Linked DNA regions of Mus musculus: region 1 is linked to region 2. A link is a contact called in public promoter capture Hi-C data. All regions are on one chromosome and are shown on one strand. The core of a region is the stretch at or near the end of the contact, and the rest is flanking DNA. Distances in the headings are between cores, read along the strand shown. Region 1 overlaps Gm40573 (a long non-coding RNA gene). Region 2 overlaps Evl (Ena-vasodilator stimulated phosphoprotein).

The links. Capture Hi-C pulls out chosen DNA fragments and counts their contacts.
Region 1: a promoter capture Hi-C map of liver shows a contact between it and region 2. The contact joins two enhancer-like sites. A contact is called at or near these places in 3 of 484 Hi-C or Micro-C datasets (colorectal tumor organoids, liver and pancreatic cancer cells), 4 of 115 datasets of contacts at active chromatin or transcription factors (bone marrow-derived macrophages, embryonic stem cells, intestinal villus epithelium and 1 more) and 4 of 9 other capture datasets (adipose tissue, embryonic stem cells, liver and 1 more).

The regions. Positions count from the first base shown.
Region 1 is chr12:108,769,417-108,775,007 of GRCm38.p6, forward strand. Gm40573 (a long non-coding RNA gene) reads right to left here. Exons shown (of 2, transcript XR_872979.2): 2 at 1,699-5,591. Among named protein-coding and RNA genes, the nearest start is that of Gm33682, 4.9 kb to the left of the region's middle. Within about 2 kb of position 1,840, at least 4 of the 459 cell types and tissues checked have an H3K27ac peak or open chromatin away from gene starts, as enhancers often do. A contact at or near this core is called in liver, where this site is marked.
Region 2 is chr12:108,674,744-108,680,420 of GRCm38.p6, forward strand. It overlaps Evl (Ena-vasodilator stimulated phosphoprotein), which reads left to right. Exons shown (of 13, transcript NM_007965.3): 6 at 654-883; 7 at 1,359-1,480; 8 at 5,086-5,146. It overlaps Gm40571 (a long non-coding RNA gene), which reads right to left. Exons shown (of 2, transcript XR_003950261.1): 2 at 3,357-4,414. Among named protein-coding and RNA genes, the nearest start is that of Gm40571, 5.6 kb to the right of the region's middle. Within about 2 kb of position 1,413, at least 37 of the 459 cell types and tissues checked have an H3K27ac peak or open chromatin away from gene starts, as enhancers often do. A contact at or near this core is called in liver, where this site is marked.

The DNA of each region.
Region 1 (5,591 bases), core at 590-3,089, 95 kb after region 2:
AAGAAGGAGAAGAAGGAGAAGAAGGAGAAGAAGGAGAAGGAGAAGGAGAAGGAGAAGGAGGAGAAGGAAGAAAAAGGAGGAGAAGAAGGAGAAGAAGGAGAAGAAGGAGAAGAAGGAGAAGAAGGAGAAGAAGGAGAAGAAGGAGAAGAAGGAGAAGAAGGAGAAGAAGGAGAAGAAGGAGAAGAAGGAGAAGAAGGAGAAGAAGGAGAAGAAGGAGAAGAAGGAGAAGAAGGAGAAGAAGGAGAAGAAGGAGAAGAAGGAGAAGAAGGAGAAGAAGAAGAAGAAGAAGAAGAAGAAGAAGAAGAAGAAGAAGAAGAAGAAGAAGAAGAAGAAGAAGAAAAGACCCAAGGGGCTAGGGAGATGGCTGAAGAAAGGGTGCTTGCCAGGCAATCAGAGAACCTGAGTCTAGATCCCTGATCCCATGAAAGAAGCTGGGCAGGGCTGCGACTCATTGTGGGAGGGAAGCAGGGAAAGACTGGAGGATTGCCGTGGCTTCCTAACCAACCAAGTAGCCAAAAAAAAACAAACAAACAAAAAAATACAAAACAAAACAAAAAAAAACCAGCTCTGAGTTCAGAAAAGATCCCACCTCAAGAGAATAGAGAATTGATGAAGGAAGACACCCAATACCTCTGGTCCCTTGCATGCACACGGGCCATGCCCACCTGCATACATCTACAAACACACACACCCACAGTGACTTCTACTACCTGAAAAGGAAAACTGAGCTGTGAAAAGAGGTAGGGCCAGCTGCACGAAGAGCAGTGTTGCAAGAACAAAGCCACCACTCTGGAGCCCCACATTCTTCAAAGAAAATATGCACATATGTTATGTTGGCCACTTTTCTCAAAAACAGCTCACAGGATTTGGTCATTTGCAGAGATCCACAGTCACTTGGCTCCAATACCCGTGAGTCTGCACATGGGAAGGTCCAGTGTGACAGTACTGCGCGGGTGTGAGGTGGAGAAGCTGAAAGAGACTGACCAGAACCTTCTGGACCCACCAGTAGTTAAATAAGGACAAAGAGACTTAGTGTTTATTATAGCTTAGGCCTTTAGCCGGGCAGACTCTCAGCTAGCTCAGTCTAAATCAACCCAACTAATCTTGGCACTCCATCCCACCGCATGGCCCGTTCTTTACCTCTCCACACCTGTTTAAGCTCATCCACCTCCATGTCCTGCTGGCGAATCCTCTTTTCTGCCTTCTTCCAGAGACCCCCACTCTGCAGGGCCGTTCTGCCTTCCCCTTCCTGCCTGTATGTATGTATGTATGTATGTATGTATGTATGTGTATGTGTATATATGTAGGCTGTCGGATCTTTCCTGAGCCAATCAGCAAGGGAGGAAGGTGAACACTGGCAAAGCATGAGGCCAGTGACGGGCCGTAAGACTAACAATGCTGAGATCCACTAGTGCTCAGCTCCCTCCTAGTTTAGCAATCAACACTGGACAACCTTCACACAGTGAACCCTGAACATCTCCTGCTGTACTGCAAGACACAGCCTTCTCTCTTGACATCAGTGAACTGTATACAAGATGAACAATTAAGAGGACTATCAGGAATTATATCCACAATGGCCAGTCCACTCATATTTGGCAACCTTAGAGAAGGTACTCCAGTATTGATCCTATCTTGGTGAGTCCAAAGGTCTGTACATAAATCATTTTCTGTTACTATTTAAGCGCTTATATCCTTTAATTTTCATAACTTACTTGCATTTACCAACCCCCCAAAATTATTTTTAGATCCTAAGACATTTCTTAAGTTCTAAACACTGTAACTGTCTACACCTCAACCCCACCAGACCTGAGGATAAATATTACCTGACTAAACAAAGTGCAGAGCAGGCAGCTTCCAGAGCTACAGAAATTACAGAGACCGCTGGCTGCCTGGTCAGCTACCTCAAGTCTCTATATCCACGGGGCACCCAGTCTTCAGCCAGCAGACCTAGAATATCTGACCATGTCTTGGCAAAGCTGGGGAGTTGACTTTCTAGTGTTCTGCTTGTCAGAGCTTTGCATAGCCTGCTGTTAGCAGTTGAGGCAAGGGACAGTTTTTTGCCCAATGGCTAGCTTTGCCACACTTGAAGCAAACTTTGGGTGGAGGTCTTTTGATGGGGTGCTGCCGGGAGCTGGTGTGTCTCATGAAAATGCCATATTCTGTAAATCTCTGGAGTGTTTGAAGACCACCTATCTAAAGTATATCTGAAGAGAAAAACATTGCTTGCTTCTAGCTATTTATATGTTTACATTTTATGTTCAATATACAATAATTCATACTAATCTAAAATATTCGAGACGGTATTAGCCAGGGTTCTCTAGAGTCACAGAACTTACGGATCGTCTCTATATATTAAGAAAATTTATTGTGATAACTCAGTCGGTAGTTCAACTAACCCAACAATGGGCAGCTGTGGATGGGAAGTTCAAGAACCTAATAGCTGCTTGGAAGCTGCTTCCAACAGATGTGCTGGCAAGTAAGTGCAAGCAGGCAAGGAAGAGAGAATTTTCCTTCTTCCAATGTCCTTGTGTAGGTCTCCAGCAGAAGGTGTGGCCCAGATTAAAGGTGTGTGCCACCATGCCTGGATCTGGGACTTGTTTTGTCCCAGGCTGACCTTGAACTCAGATCTCCTTGCCTTAGTCTCCCGGGATTAAAGGCGTGTACTACCTTGCCTGGGCCTAAACTTTTCATAGCCACTATGCCTTGAGATCTCCATGCCAAGATCCAGGTCAGAACCTTGTGTCTTCCAGCCTCAAGATCTGGATCACAGGAGATCCCTCCAATTCTGGATTGTAGTTCACTCCAGATATAGTCAAGCTGACAACCAGGAATAGATATTACAGACTCTAAGTTGCTTTCTAGTCTAAAAGGAAATACAACAATCCACCTTTCTTATACCTTAAGCCCTATATCCCTCCACTTTTCCTTTCATTCCCTTTAATCCCTTACCACTAGATGCGAGAGAAAGGATAGAAGAGAAAAAAAAAGACCCCTGAATCTTTGTTTCCTCCCTGATTGTGACCAATAACAACTTGTAATTAACACCCCCAAATGACAACAAACATCTGTTACATCTGCTCGATCCGGTCAACCCTGCTCGCTCCAGTTGGCCTCGCTAGCTCCGGCCCAAAGATTTATTTATTATTATACATAAGTACACTGTAGCTGTCTTCAGATGCACCAGAGGAGGGCGTCAGATCTCATTATGGGTGATTGTGAGCCATCACGTGGTTGCTGGAATTTGAACTCAGGACCTTCCGAAGAGCAGTTAGGGCTCTTACCCGCTGAGCCATCTCGCCAGCCCTGTATTTCTTTATCTTATGTTAGTCCCAATAACCATACAGAAAAACCAATATTTATTTAAAACTTCACCTCAATAGCTGAGCATTTAAATGACCTCCCAGTTCCATCCCATGATATTTGCATATTATTATTATTGATCTGGCTCTTCGGACTTCCATGATCTCTCTCTCTCCAAATCCTCCTCCCCAATCTCAATCTCCCTCCCCCCCTCCTTCCTCCTGTGGTTGGCGGACGTCCCACCCTATTTTCTATTCTGCCCAGCCATTGGGTGATGAACAGAGAATAAATGCTAAGAACTATTTATACAAACTTGAAACAGGAGATTCTTGATGTAAGCATTACAATGCTGTATCCAGATAGAAAACAAGAGATGAGGGCAGATAAATCAGCATTTGAACACCACAAGGGTTTACTTTACACAGTGTACAAAAACATCATGCTCACATATTGGCCGAGTCCTGGGAGAGCTAGCTGTTTCATTTGCTGTGCGATAGGAAAGTACAGGGCATAACTGAAGTCCTGGCTGAAGCAGGCAGCTTTGAAGTTGACCTGGATGCAATTTTTGAGGAAACGGCAGCTGAGACCATCTGTGAGGCTGGATGGCCCGGGCTACTTGCTTTGCCTTTCACTGGTCCTTTTGCTCTGCAAACACAAACTTTTAAAGGTAACATACATTCTCATTAACACACGACGGAATGTGTGGCGTGCACACATCAGCTGATGATTCTCTGTTCTACATCTGGGCAGGAGAAAGGCTTCCAACGGTGTAAGTCCATTTGGACTGCATAACCAAACAGAATATACATCTCCACCCGTGCCATATGAAAGAATGCCATGCAATAAGTCATGAGGACTCTGTAGCCGACACAATTCTTTGGCTACACAGAGAAACGCCTGTCTCAACAGGTCTCAGAGCTGTCCCCGCGGAGGGACTGGCAATCACATCACCTGTCCTGCTGTTCTGGGTTTCTTCCTTAATGTCAGCAGTCAAGACTTTCAGGAGGCCTCCCCTGGTCAACTGTAACTTTTTTTAAGTTTGAAGGGATCCATAGCCTTTTGTTTTCTGTGGAGACAAATGCATGGCTTCTTCTTCCCCAACACATCTCCTGACTTTCATTCTGAGGATGACAAATCCTTATAGTAGACAGGTACCTGTCTCGCTGACACTTTCTGAGAGATCCCATACCCCCCCTTCCAATTTTATGAGCATTTCCTTTAAAGTGAGGCTGCTTGGCCTGTAGGACTGTAAGGTGTATCTGTAACGTGGGTTATGCTGTAGTATTTAAAGAGTTGTGGTATTTTACTGGATGCATATGACGATGCATTACAAGTTTTAATTTATGAAGTATCCTAACACAGGCATGGTTTCTTTTTTTTTTTTTTTTAAAGATTTATTTATTATTATATGTAAGTACACTGTAGCTGTCTTCAGATATACCAGAAGAGGGCATCAGATCTCGTTACGGATGGTTATGAGCCACCATGTGGTTGCTGGGATTTGAACTCTGGACCTTCGGAAGAGCAGTCGGGTGCTCTTACCCACTGAGCCATCTCACCAGCCCCCACAGGCATGGTTTCTATAGCTGTGATTACAGCATCAGTCCTTTCAGAACCCAAGGCAGAAGTCATTGGAATCGTGAATAGCTATCAATTGTATGATGTATATACGTTAATTGTCCAAACTGCAAAACAAAACACATCTGCCTGCCAAACTTAACTTCTTTGGGTGACTGTAAGGTCACTTTCCCAGCAGGTCACAAAGCTTGATTGTAAAACAAACAGGACAATGTTTTATAACGCCCTTGGCTCTTCACCAGGTTATAGAGGTTGTTTTCTCTAAGCCTCTATTTCCATGATGCCTTCTTTGAACCTCTGAAGCCTCTGATACATTTTCTATGAGTATTGATCGCTCTCACTTCCTAAAGCCTCTCAATCATCCTGGCCAACCTGTATGAGATCGAATATGAGTTATACATAGTGGGTTATGTCGACTTTGAACTACTCGTTGCAGTTTTATAAATAACAAAGTTAGTTCTGAATCATCTGGAATAAGCCCGGCAGCTTCTACGTGAAAGACAACTGTCTTTGTATACTGAGAGGAAGCAACTCTACTGAGGTCCTGGAAAATTTAATAGAACTATGTGAATAGCATACAGTTCTGGTTTCTGAACTGAAGCGTAAGGTGAGTTACTTATATTTCCTGACTTACAGCCTGCCATTCCTGACCTAGTGGCATATGTATAAAAAGTAGAAGCTTTAGAAATGGGCGTTCCTCTCACCGTACGAGG
Region 2 (5,677 bases), core at 163-2,662:
CCAAGAGCTTCAGCTCCGACAGGCTTCCTGTGCATACTTCTAGTAGAGCGAGCCTTGCAGCACAAGTCTGTGTTCTCCTCTGTGATTTGTTGGCTGACCTTACTAGACCAAAAGCACCCTGAGGGTCTACTCCCCTCAGTGTATGGCACAGTGTCTGATTCACTGGAGGTGCCTGACTAGGTGCATAGTGGAGGCCAGCCCTCGGTGGTTCCTTGACCCAAATTCCTGGTCATCTCTGGACCCACAGTTCCTTACCTCTTAGAGACCCTAGGATCCAAGTACAAGTCCCACTTACATCTTGAGACCAACTTCAGTCAGTACCTAAGATGCAGCCAAGTACTTATAATGGAAACCGGCACTGCCAGGAACTCCTCACACACACTGGAGAGGCAGGAGCAGAGCAAGAGGAGCTCTGCTGTGCTCAAGGGTGTTAAGTGACTATATGCCAGTGTAGCCAGCACCCAATGCTGGGAGATTGGAATAGGAAGGGATTGTAATGGGGCTGGGTTCTGTAGGGCCTTCCTGAGACAAACTCTTCTGCACCTCATCTCTGATGAGCAAGCTGCCCTCCAATCTTTTGAAGGACCCAGAATAAAAACAGTAGCTGGACACCCCTAGGTGTTGGAGACTGACTCCTCCCCTTTGCTTTTCAGGGCCCATTCTCCCCCCTGGGCATCCCTCATCGGCAGCCAGCACCACTCTCTCCTGTAGTGGACCTCCACCCCCGCCTCCACCCCCAGTTCCACCTCCACCCACAGGGTCTACTCCCCCACCCCCACCCCCACTGCCAGCTGGAGGAGCCCAGGGGACCAACCATGATGAGAGCTCTGCATCAGGACTGGCTGCTGCTCTGGCGGGAGCCAAGCTAAGGAGGGTGCAGCGGGTAAGAGTTCCTGTCAGGGTAGGCAGGCCAGCCACCCTTTACGTATCACTCTCATCTCTCACCCTGTCCTCACCTGTTCATCAGTGAGACACTGAGCAAAACTCTCTTCCCCTGGATCAGCTCCCAGCTGCCTTAGTTAATAAGTACTGAATCTGCCCTTGCTTTTCCCGTGGAATGTGCTTCCAGTTGATTCAGCTCCCCACCCCGGGTGCACATGCTCCTGGAAAGATCTGCAGATAATATAAGTCTGCTCATAAAAGAATGCTCTGATGCATATCTCTGGCTTGAAAGTTGCTTCCCTCCTCCCTGTAACTAACTGGCTTTGGCAAGGACTCATGCCTGTGGGCCTACCAAGCCTGTCCCTGAGCCTCCCTAGATTCTGGTTTTCCGTGGACTTGAGAGTGTTAAACTAGCAGCCTCACTCCTAGGATCTTTCTGGGTCAGCATCTGACACACACTTCTTCCTTACCCTCAGCCAGAAGATGCATCTGGAGGCTCCAGTCCTAGTGGGACTTCAAAGTCCGATGCCAACCGGGCAAGCAGTGGGGGAGGTGGAGGAGGCCTCATGGAAGAAATGAACAAGCTGCTGGCTAAGAGGTGAGTACAGTGCCTCCTAGAGGAAGCCACTGTCCTCAGCTGAATGTCATTGCTAAGACACATTTAGGGGGCCTAGAACAGCACCCGCTGCACTTGAGAGACAAGCAAGGGGCTGGAGAGATGGCTCAGCAGTTAAGAGCACTGACTGCTCTTCCAGAAGTCCAAGTTCAATTCCCAGCAACCACATGGTGGCTCACGACCATCTGTAATGAGATCTGATGCCCTCTAATAATGTGTCTAAAGACAGCGACAGTGTACTCACATACATGAAATAAATAAATTACAAAAAAAAAAAAATTAAAAAAAAAGAAGAAAAAGAAACTGAGAGACAAACAAATACAACACAGTCCCAGAGTTTTAGAGCACTGCCTACAGACACCCCACTGCCCCCAACACTGCTTCTGTAGGCAGCGTTAGCCTTCCCAGACCTCCTAAACAGTCTAGGCAGACATGAAGCAGCCTTCACAGAACAGTATGTTAAGGCCTGCAAGAGGAAGAGACGGGTCTCACAGAAGAGGCTCTACCTGTCCTCTGCTTAAAGAAGTGCAGTTCCATGGGCTGAGGGTGGCAGAGGTGCCAGCCGGGCAGTGTTCAAGCACAGGCTGAGAAGCCGGCACATGGAAGAGTGGAGGAGGCCAGCTGGAGAGGAGGCTGAAAGAGTGCCTCACTGCCCAGCTGGATCTCAGAGCTGAATAGGGCTTCAGATAACAGGAGAAAACATTTTAGAAAAGAAAATGTTTGTACCCTCCTTCAATCTAAGACCAGTGAGCTTAACAACTTGGCTTGGATGATGTATCCCAAAACACAGGATCTCTAAAAACAGGAAAAGGTTAGAGTTGCCAGGAGCCAAGCAGACGCCAGGTGCTGGGGGGGTCGGAGGTGGGGTCCAGGCACTAAAAAAGCAAATGTGCCTTGCACAGTCTGCAAGGAACAACCAAGCAAGTCTTTGAAATCTGCTTCATGAGATTAGCAGTCCTGCAGCTTTTTCTCCTGCTTCTCTTCTAGCAGGGCTCCACCTACAGTGGAGAAGTCACAGGTGAGCACCTCCTGAGGGCTGCTGTGCTGGCACAGGCACATACGTGCCTCTCAGGAGGCACTCACCAGTGTAGACTGCAGTGGCTTGGTCTGTATTGTCTGTGTGATGGAACACATGCCCGATCACATGTTAGGCAAATGACTACCTCTGAGTAGTCCGCACAGGCGTCCCTCTGATTTTAAGAGATGGAATGTGGCTTCTGGGCATCAGTGGGCATCATGGGGTAAAGCGACTAGGCAGACCAGTGAAGAAACCTTTGTCACCCAGGAAGAGGTGATGACAGCTGCCGTGGAATAGGCAAAGGTTAAGCTAGGCCAGAGTGGGAAGAAATAGAGAGAGAGAATTGATGAACTTACTGGTCCTAGTCTGTGGGAGGAATAATTTGTCAGAGGCCAGTTTCCACAGGTCAGGGGAAACTGAGGCAGGTGTAGAATCAGTGATTGATCATTCAGCAGACTTTTCTCTGAGGGCGGAAACTTGATTTACTGGAGCCAGTGAGAAACTCTTTGGAGCTGGCAAAAAAAGGAGGAGAAGATTCACACACACACATACACAGACACACATATACACACATACACACACACATAAACACACACTCACACAGACACACATATACACACATACACACACACATAAACACATACAGACACACATACACAGAAATACAAACACATAAACACACACACATACACAGAGATACAAACACACAGACACCACACACATACATATACACACACACACACATATATATATGTATATGTATACATATATATATAACAACTATTTTTTCTTCCACAATTTATATATCCTAACAAAATCTTTCAAATGGTACAAAATGAATCACAATGTGATTACCTTCTATTTTTCATTAAGTGATCCATTACAGTGAGTATTCATAGAAAAACATATTTACCAATACTCTCACATGAATAAACTTTTCTTAGAACAGGTTAAACAGTACAGGTTTAAAACAACAACAACAGATTATTCCCAAGAACCCACATGCATTCATAACTAAGCAACTTGTTATAGATTAACAAAATAAAAGCAAGCAAAATAATTTTCTCAGCCAGTTTCTCTTACTGGCAGGCTGCAATTTGCAGTTACAAAGAAAGAATTATTATTTATCTTTAAAAATAATGATAAAATCTTAAGAGAATCATAAATCTAAACTTTTATGTAAAAAACAGTCATTTTTATTTTAAGTCCCCAGGGTGCATCTACTCATTAACGATTTTTTTCATTAAGTAACATCAGGAAGCTAGGGCAAAGGTGAGTACAAGAAATTAGTCATCACCTTGCTCGCCAGCCCAGCCTCGGGAAGGAAGAGGTGCATCAGCTAGGACCAGTCAGGCTACCATTGTTTCTTGTTCCCTGTCCTCAAAAAAATTCCCTCACTCAACTATTAATAGTTTTACTTTCTGACCTTCAAATTGTTCCCCAAGGCCACTAACAATCTATATCTCTAAATTCCTTCTAAGGGTGGTGGTTGAATCGTTTATCTGCTCCAGTATCGATGCTTGACAAAGCTCCATTATTATTACTGTGAGTGGCAGTGACACTGCCCAGTGAGGCTGGACGCCCCTCAAAGTTTCCTGCACTCATGGACTGTGAGGCAGCCACAGCAGCTGCGCCGAGGCACGGGCACAGCCATCGTGCTTGTGCTAGCTGGCTATGGTGGACCAGTCCATGAGTTCTAAAGCTATTTTGCTGTTCCTCTTTCTTGCCCCATCCTGAGACAGCTTGTGTGAACCCTGCCACAGGCAGCCGGAGACAGGTCCTCAGCACATACAGGCTCACTTCACTCCAGGTGGGCTGCTCACCTCAGGTTATGAGAGGCCTCACAGTTGAAGATGCACTGGAGCACATTGCTGGGAAGTAGAGGCCTGTATCTACACCTGGGAGGAAGCAGATGCAGGTGACATGAGACCTGGATGCACCAATAAAGTTAGAGTCCTGTAGAAGATTCATGCGTAAGAGGAAAATGCAGGAGTTGAGTATAGAAGAGCCCTGCAGCTCTCCTGGGTGCTTTTAGCTCCTTAATGTTTTTCTAGACCGGAAAGGGCGTGGCTAGCTTAACTGAGGTCCAGGACACAAGTGTGGCAAGAGAAAATCTTACCCATTGTGACATGATGCTAGAGCTGAGGTTCTTCAGCTGCAAAAAAAAGCTTCCCACAGCTCTGACTCAAAAGAGACAGACCGGTCCAGGATTCCAGTCCATCTGCAGGCCTTAAGTAACCCTGTCCCCTGGGGGACCTAAACACTACCATGTTTCTCCCTCAGAAACGATGGCCACCACCAGCTCAGTAAGCAAAGAAACACCCCAAGTGCTTACTTCCTGCCCAGACCAGTTTTGAGTGTAGGTCATAGGTGAGTATAGAAAGTCTTAGCCACTAGCCTTAGCTCATGAAAGTAGGGTGCCTAACGAGTGGCCTGTCCACATAAGCCAGCATTCTAAGCTACACACAGTCTGTCAGGGAACCAAGTGTGAGTAGAGGCAGCTCAGAGTTCCCGTCCACGGGGGACCTTGGGAAGCTGATTTGTATTTTTTTTTCTCCCCAACATCTAGGAGAAAGGCAGCCTCCCAGACAGACAAGCCCGCTGACAGAAAGGAAGATGAGAGCCAAACGGTAGGCACCACTCTACCCAGCCGGCCCACACCGTCAGGCCTGCCTCTGGTGTAAGCACATCTCCCGGTGAGGTCACCGGAAGCTGAGTACCTGGTTTAGACACAGCTGTGAGGGAGGGACAGGGATCCCGTCAAGCTTCAGGCCCAGACAGGCTTGCATCTCCTGAGAATTCTTTTGACCAGACCCTTGGAGCCATCATTCAGCAGGGAAAGCAGAAGTAGACAGGAAAGTCCCGGCCAGCAGGAGTGCTTAGAGAATCCCAGGGAACTCAGGACCATTATGCTCCAGCATGCCAGGGCTGCATCAAAGGGACTGGAACCATCTACTGAAGCCTGAAGTCAGAGTGGTCTTATTTCAAGTTACTTATAGTTCTAAACACACCACTTGAGTATCCATCAAGCCCAGTGGGAGCTGTGCTCCCCAGCCATGGCAGGGTTCTGGAACCCTGGACTCTAGTCCCTGGCAGGCATGTGGAGATTGGTCTGTCAGCACAGAGCTCTTAGCCTCAACTTCTATTTATGGTGACCATTT